Linked DNA regions of Rattus norvegicus: region 1 is linked to region 2. A link is a contact called in public Hi-C data. All regions are on one chromosome and are shown on one strand. Each heading gives the region's core, a stretch centred on a gene start, on an enhancer-like site or on the middle of the called end of the contact. The rest is flanking DNA. Distances are from core to core; before and after follow the strand shown.

The links. Hi-C and Micro-C count contacts between places; a contact is called where the count stands out from the background.
Region 1: a Hi-C map of the A7r5 cell line shows a contact between it and region 2, with 7 times the contacts expected there. The contact joins two enhancer-like sites. A contact is called at or near these places in 2 of 12 Hi-C or Micro-C datasets (the A7r5 cell line and Schwann cells).

Annotation. Positions count from the first base shown.
Region 1 is chr17:23,332,093-23,336,117 of GRCr8, reverse strand. No RefSeq gene overlaps it. Among named protein-coding and RNA genes, the nearest start is that of Tmem170b, 41 kb to the left of the region's middle. Within about 2 kb of position 1,472, at least 30 of the 93 cell types and tissues checked have an H3K27ac peak or open chromatin away from gene starts, as enhancers often do. A contact at or near this core is called in the A7r5 cell line, where this site is marked.
Region 2 is chr17:23,140,883-23,145,010 of GRCr8, reverse strand. The region is part of intron 2 of Adtrp (androgen-dependent TFPI-regulating protein); the gene reads right to left. Among named protein-coding and RNA genes, the nearest start is that of Adtrp, 7.1 kb to the right of the region's middle. Within about 2 kb of position 2,805, at least 15 of the 93 cell types and tissues checked have an H3K27ac peak or open chromatin away from gene starts, as enhancers often do. A contact at or near this core is called in the A7r5 cell line, where this site is marked.

The DNA.
Region 1 (4,025 bases), core at 223-2,722, 190 kb before region 2:
GAGCAGAGAGCCACACCCTGTGAATGTCACTGGAACAAAACCTAACCGAATTCTATAATGCCCAGGCTGTACAGTTCTCGAGTACACTGGTGTTCATTTAACTCCTACATTTACTAAACTGAAGTGTACTTTCCTCTTTTTTTGTAACAGAAAACGTTCTCATCCCGCCACATGAATTCCAAATTTCCTAAGTAAATACCTTTCCACACAGACCATGAACCCAATCAAATGAAACAGAAACATGAGACAAAGTACATCTTCCACAAATGCACACGAAGCTTATTACTTTGTAATTTCTTGGGCTCAAAGTAATATTTTGAAGTTTTTGAAGCAGGGTAAGTATCTTTACATATTTTATATCTGCTGAGCATTGTGAGAAGACCCTAGATTTCAGACAAGATCAGAGACAGAGAACCAAGAAAAAAGTTACGAGTCCGATTCCAAGCCTTGTGAAGAACAAGTCCTGTTCAGACAGGAGAAAACACCTCAGGCTTACTGATTGTGTGTGCACTTCCAACCCTGGTTAATTCATAAAATGATGACTGTGGTTTTAGGCAAAATGAAGGAACTCAACAAGACCCATGGTGCATCTTTCAAAGAAAAATTGGGTCTACCTCCAGAAACACTTGAGAAGCATCTAAACCTCTTGAGACTGTCTCCTTGCACTGAAATCATCATCATCACCACCACCACCACCACCATCACCACCACCACCACCATCACCATCATCATCACCACCACCATCACCATCATCATCATCACCATCATCATCACCATCACCACCACCACCATCATCACCATCACCACCACCACCACCACCATCATCACCATCACCACCACCACCACCATCATCACCATCACCACCACCACCACCATCATCACCATCACCACCACCACCACCATCACCATCATCACCACCACCACCACCATTAATTTGTCACCAGAGCCATTTCTGGGCTCATAGTCCTGAGGAGAGTTTGTAGAAAGGAATTGTGTTGGCTGGTTTAGTTGCCAGGCCACATTCTGTCACTAGATGGCAAAAGTGTTCCACCTTTTTCCACTTAGGCACCCAAATTAATTTAGTTTGGGCTTATTCCCTTAAGATGCGGCTAATTTTTGTTTGTTTGTTTGTTTGTTTGTTTGAACTCATAAGTGAGTAAATTAAATGAGGGAAAGCATGGTTTCTACATGACACTAACCCAATTTTTACTTTCTGAAGAAGGTTTAAGATACAGTGTTGGGGGTTATTTACAAATAAAAAATATCACACTAATTGTAATAATACTACTTTTTTTTTAACTATGTCATTAGCCTGACCTTGATTTATGTATTTTTCTTAAATCCAGACTTAATGCCTAAGGATATTTTATCAAATTGAATATAGTAGGAAGGTAGTGACGGTTACACAGTATCTGGGAGAAGAATACACCACCAATATTACACAACCTTACAGCACCATGACAATTGCCTGCCAAGTCCTGGTCTGCCACCCAGTGCTTCAACATGGCCATGTTCAGCTTCTGGGACTCTCAGTTTAAACATCAGTAAACCAGGAAGAACTCCCATTAGCCATTTGTCTTCAGGACAGGTAGGCAGTAATTCTAGGGAGTGATAATTAGGCGAAGCAAGGACCAGATTCTGGTTCTGGAGTAAGTGTGGTGCAGTTTTGAGAAATTTCTTTCACATTTAAACTGTCCCCTTGACCAGGGTGCTACTTCTGCCACAGAGCCTGCTGGGGGATTTTTCTTCTTTTTTTAGAAACAGTTATGGAGAGGAGCCTTACAAAGCAGAATGGGTGAAGTTGCTCAGCCAGCAAATTCCTTGCATTCCCTAGACCAAATATGTCCAAGCTGAGGAAGCCACAGCAGTGACTTCAGTGAGGTCCCCTGAAGGACAAGCATGCCGTGCCTGTCCGCCGTACCAGGTCAGCAGCCACCTCAGATCCTGTGGCTAATGGCTTTGTTGATGGTTGTACAGAAATAACTATAGCTGGGACCCCCGAAGGGTAAGTGCTTTTATGTACAGAGCTTCCGACTTGAAAGGCACACAGCGCATTACACAGTGTGCTCTGGGCTCTGTAGGGACTGCAGATAAACACGGGAGTTGCTTCCAGCTGTGGTCAGGACACCTCGAGAAGAGGACCTGAGAGTTCTCATAAGCCTGCCGTTCCTTCCTTGTCCCTTTATGTTGACACTGGTGCCATGGGGTGACTCTAAACAGTGATACAAAAAAGTATTAGGACACCTTACAGAAATGGGTGGGATTTTTCCTGAAGGAGAAACCTGGTTCTCTTTCTGGTCTGACCTCCATGTATGTGAGACTCCATTTTAACTCTAATGTGTCTGTTGGTCTACTTCTCCAGTGTAGATGAACTTCCCTTCTCTTCTCAGAGTTCGAGCTGAAGCTGTTCATGTAACACCATCTGAACAGGTGTGTTCTCTTACTTCCCTAGGCTGGGACGGATCTGTCACTGTGAACCCAACACCAACCTAAACTCAAGCTGTAGCCCCAACTGTATGCTCAACACTAGCACTGTGAAGCTTTAGTCTCTGCTTAGTTCAAGGTTGTGTAACCTGAGCTACTTCGTTTTTCAAGGTCAATGAGAAGGCAGGAGAAATTCAAATCTAAATCATTAAGTTCCCCCACCTCACCCCTGTGTATACGTGTGCCTAGAGAAAATATAAAAGTTGCTATTATGGGCAGAGTAGTAATTACATTGTTTCCCAAAATTTCCTTCAACCCTCTTTAACACACTTTATTTTATTTTCCCCGTCTGATCTTACTTGGAAAGTACTTTTGTTGTTCGTTTAGGGGACATGTTGCTCCTGTTTGGGTTGCAATGCAGGGCTTGGTGCACACTGGGAAAGCATTCTTCCACGGGGAAAAACCTCAATGTGTGTTTTGCTTCTGCTTTTCTGTCCAGAATACATTTACTTACTTGTTAAACAAAGGTCTTTCATGGGACTCGGGCAGCTGATTAAACAAAGTCTGTTCTGAGAGCCGCCCTACAGTGACTACAGCAGTCCTTGTCTGGACTCTGGTAAGCCTTGGAGGCCTGTGGGTTCTTTGGACACGGATTATTTCCTAGGTAGCCTGAGCCCAGCTCCTCTACACACCATAAACCTTCCTCCTAACGCTTTAGCGGAAAGGCCTGCCTGAGGTTCAGGTGGAATTGTTTGTTTGTGTTGGGAGTGAGGCAGTTACCCAGTTCCTTTATCATAATGGTTATATATCAGTGTCCAAGGACTGGTAAAGTATCCCTACATTGTTTTAATCAAGGCCTAAACTAACCAGACTGTTTTCCTTCCTAAATAAAGCTCGTGTGGATTCCAGGCTCTTGATTCTTCACTGATATAATCCGGAGCGCCAGTTAGCTGTTTCAGAAAAGGAAAATCCCTAAGTCAGAACCAGTCTTCCTGGTTATTTTGAGTTCCGCGCAGATGAAAGAACTAGAGGGTCCTTGGACTGTCCTAGTAGTGGGATGCTGTGTTAGATGTCTGCGGGACAGGGCCTGAGGAATGTCAGTAGCTGCCCCATGGCTGTGGTGGAAAAACTGAGTAGCATGCTCATCAGCTTCTGTCAGGATCAGGCGACAGCGTATCAGTTGTGACAACGGGATTCATTTGCGGTGTCAGAGACTGTCATGAAGAAACCATTAAAAGGTTAGGCTGAAGTTTAGCTTACAATGGTGTCCCCAGATAAAGACATTATGTCACCTCTCCTGTTGTAGGGGGTGGGAGTAGAGATAATAGATTGGCAGACAACCCTGAGAGAATTTTTGCTTCGTGTTGAATGGCATTATTTTACATGGATCACTTTGTATGTTAAAATACCCCGGTTTCAAATGTGTGTATCTGACTTCAGTCACCATTTCGGTGACAACAGAAGTGGGCGGGGTCTTGTCACTTTGCAGTGTAGAAGAGAGTTAAGGCAAAGAGAAACAAACTTTCCAAAATGAACTATCCCTAAAACAAACCAAAAGAACTCTTGAGGGAAGCCCCAATGCGGAAGTGGGGCTTTTCTTA
Region 2 (4,128 bases), core at 1,556-4,055:
AAAATAATAAGACAATAACACACACACACACACACACACACACACACGAATTCTAGGGAGTCCTGTGTGGTATTGAGTGCACATTTGGATCATCTCAGTTCATCTGAATAAACAGTGGTCTGTTCTTCGATCATCCTGGGACATTGGTGCCCAGGAAAGTAAACTTCATGGTGTCCTGTCACAGCTGATGTTTTTCGATTCATCTTTCTACCAGCTCTTCCCTGATTCTACTCCAGTGGAATGTTCTGGGACTTTTCCTGAAAGGCTGCTGCTCTAAATGTGTTAGCTGTCTTTTTGTTTCTGTTGCTAGCTAACAAACTTACGACCAGTGACAGAGCTGAATTTACATTTTAAAAAAATAACGAACGTAATTTAAAAAAACTGTAGCTGAAAGGTATTTAGTTTATATATTCCATGTCTTCACAAGTCCACGAGGATCTTAAAATCATGGAAACTTACCCTCTCTAAGTCATCAAGTTTATTTCCTTGCCCTAAAGCCAAAACCTTTTTAAACAACCCCAGGAAATGAAAATTTCTTCCATTAAAAAAAGAATAATAATTCTAGAGAGGGAGATTCCACAAGTTCCCTGAACAAGACATTATGACTCCTGTTGGATGAGTCAAGCAAGCCAGTGCCAAGCTCAAGGCTCCAGACCTAAATCGGCCACACTGGGACTTTCCTTACCCTTCTGTCAACCTGATGCAACCCTGGCAGCGAAAGACCATTCTAAAATTAAAGAGAACACAAGGACTAACAGGATTTGATGTTTTACCTGGTGGTATCAGAGAAAGTTGACCAGAAGGTGGATAGGATCCTCTCAGTCAAGGCTATCTGGGTCTATGAAGAGCACAATCCCACTCATAGTTCATGTGCATTTGAGGAAGATGCTGAAATGTGTGGCAAAAGGGTAGACTGTGGGGCACCCTACAGCTTCCACAATGAGATTTCTTTTTCTCTGTTGGGACGGTGGGTTGCAAGGGTGGAGGGAGGGTATCAGGGGAGAGAGGGATTGGAGTACATGGTGTGGAATTTACAGTGAACCAATCAAAAGTTAACAGCAACAAGATGCCAATGCTTCCTTCGTCCATGTAATCTCATCAACCTGGCTGTCTAAACACGACAAGCATACTGATACCAACTTGTTGGCATGCCAAGGTGGGCGTGGGACATTTCACATGGCCACACCCATCAATCAAGGGCCACAAGCAATCCATCCAGGACTGCCGAGGGAGCATCAGTGTTCTCTAGGGATGAGGCCCCTGATAGGTTATCCAAGCCAGGTGGTGAGCCCTAAACAGATGCTCACCTGAGTTTATGGAATCAGTGGAGCGTGTAGGTGTAAACCACTGACAACTAAAGAAGTTGTAAGTTTGAGTGGGAGTGGTTACAGATGTGGAGGAGTAGGAGGGGGAGAGGGAGTGGTAAAATTATGTAAATACGGTACTCATATAGGACATCCTCAAACAAATTAAATAAAAATACATCAACATAACAACAACAAAACTCCCTTGAGATAAACGAGGGCGTTAAACAAACAAAACCAGAAGGACAAATGTAAAGAATACAATTTGGAATAACAAGGAGAAAAATAGGGAGAGGAAGAGTTGTGGGATGTGTTGGTTAAGAAGGGTAGGAAGCCTTGGCCAAGACTGTGGGGCTAAGAGCAGCAGCTTTCTTATAGCAGGATTCCCTGGGACACAGCAACCTACAGAGAGGATGGGGTCTCCTGGTAAGTGGCTCATCCCTATTAGAAGTATGTACTGCTGACAATCCATTCAGCCAATATCCCTGGAGTGCCAGTTAGGAACCCAGAATTGTGTTAGAGATAGAATGGGCTGGCTCATGTCAGAATAAGGAAAAGGGGATGGGGGAGAAAGAGGATGAGGAGGAGAAAGAGAAAGAGGAGGAGGGAGAAAGGAACATTTTCTGTAACTTGTTATTGGTAGGATAAAAGCCAGGATGAGTGGAAAATTGTGTGATTCTGAGACGTGCCTATAGGGAATGCATTGAGGATAATATCCTCGATGTATCTGTGACAGGGAGGAAGAAGGATTTGGGGCAGTGCCGATCTAGAGGAGCTCTTGTATTGAGCTGCCCTGCCCTACCCTGCAGATATTCCCTGAATCAGCCCTTTCCCAGCCCCCAGGGAAGGGGGATAAACCCTAGTGGAGGCAGCTTCCCTCAGCTGAGGGTGCTTCTGGGAAGAGAGATCACCTGTGACCTACCGGAAGCCCACACACCATCTGGGAGCTGTGGAATGAATCTCTCAGCTCTGTGAGGTGGGAGGATATGTTTTCCTCAGTGCCACACAGGAACAAACCGAGATGTGAAAAGTTAGGTAACAATTCTCTTAGAATCACACAGGAAGTAAGTAGACAGCCAGGGCTCTAGCTCCAGAAACCTGGCTTCTCAGCACAGATCTCTCCACTGGGTTTAAAGAACGTATCAAAAATGCTATTCATCCTGCCTACTTAATCCATTCTAGCTGCTTTATTCGGGTGCTGCTGGTGTCCATTCCTTTTGTGCTGTCATCTGCAATCCCTTCAGACCCACGAGTGCTAAGTCAGGAAGAGTTTTAAACATTTTTGTGACCACCATCAGTCTTGTGTCTTTTGGACCCTGTAAAGCTAAAGATCTTCACAGATTAAGCTCTAAACTCGGTGATAGGAATTGAGGGTTTCCTTCTAGGTACCAGAGAGGGAACTGTAATGTAAATGGAACCCTGCCTTTCTACTGTTTGTAGGCTGTCTTGGAGTTTGGGCCAATAGGGAGGGGACTTCTTTTTCTCTAGCCATGAATCATCCTCTCTGGGGACATATGCAATGACATCACATTGCTGTCATGCTGAAAACTGGAGGATCATGAGGTTTGGGTCGCTCAAACAAGAGAGGAATGAAGGAAAAGCACGTGTCTGCTGGAGAAAGAGATTTGGGCTAGAAGGGGGAGAGACTCTAAGAATCTTACCTAGGGGCTCCTAAAAATGGGAAATCTGAGCAAACCCAATGACCCTGCACATCAAGAAGTGGCTGAAGACTCGTCACTTTCACTAATAGGTGTCCCTTAGGGCCAGGGACAGTTCTTGGATGGAAAGGGAGTAAAGGAAACCAGGAAGCACATTTGTGAAGGACTGAACTGAAGTAGGACAATCAGACTAAAATTGTGCATAGCATGATCTCCATACGCAGCTGCTAGGGCTTCATCACTCGTTAGAACTCAGTGCTCTCAGCTTACACCTGAAGCTGTACCTCCCCCAAAGCCCCCGGGTCAAGGGTGTCTACCCCAACAGCTACAGCAGAGAGAGCAGAGTTCTCCATTGACATCCTTTCCTAGCTAATGACAGGGAGTGTAGGGTGGAGAGGCACATACGGGAGCTGTGCATGTAGAATGTAGGTAGTATGAGGTGGTTGATTCTCATCCAGATCACCCACTAAGAACTTATCAAGGAGACCCATGCTCCACTAAACCAATATGTCCCACAGTAACTAACCATCCGTCAAACACAAGACTGACTCCAACCTTCCTGTTTCCTTTCTGTCTTCTCTTCTTTTCTCCTTACACCATGTTGAGAGCCTTCTAAGTTTATGGCCATGCTGTTGGCTTCTATTTGTTCTCCTACTTAACAAATGTGGGAATGGACAGCATAAAGTCCTTAGCCCTGGGTCACAGACACTAAGCAATAGGACAGAGGAACCCTTACAGTGGACATAACCACCAGAGCACAGTCCCTTTCTCTGGGGCCACCTCTCTGTCTTGTCCCCTTGCCCTTTCTCTTCTTAGCTAGAAGCTCTCTACTAGCCACCAACCCTTTGGCAGCTTCCATAGCTTCTTTTGAGACTTCCCGGGGGGCAGTTTCGGGAGAAAAATGGCGTGAAGCTCTGAAAGCTGACTTGTAATAAGACAGGCTTTGCTATTCAACTGGGACACAGACATGCACTCAGCAGACTAGAAATTAGAATGTCTGAGAGGGAAGGTACAGCAGACTCAGAAAGATAAAAGACACACATTCTCCTTCATATGTAGGCTCTAGATGTAACTGTTTCTATGCATGGGATGGAGCCTCTAGGTCATGAAACTAGAAAGGGGAGGAAAGAAGTCATGGGGAGAAAGAAAAAAAAGTCAAATGATGT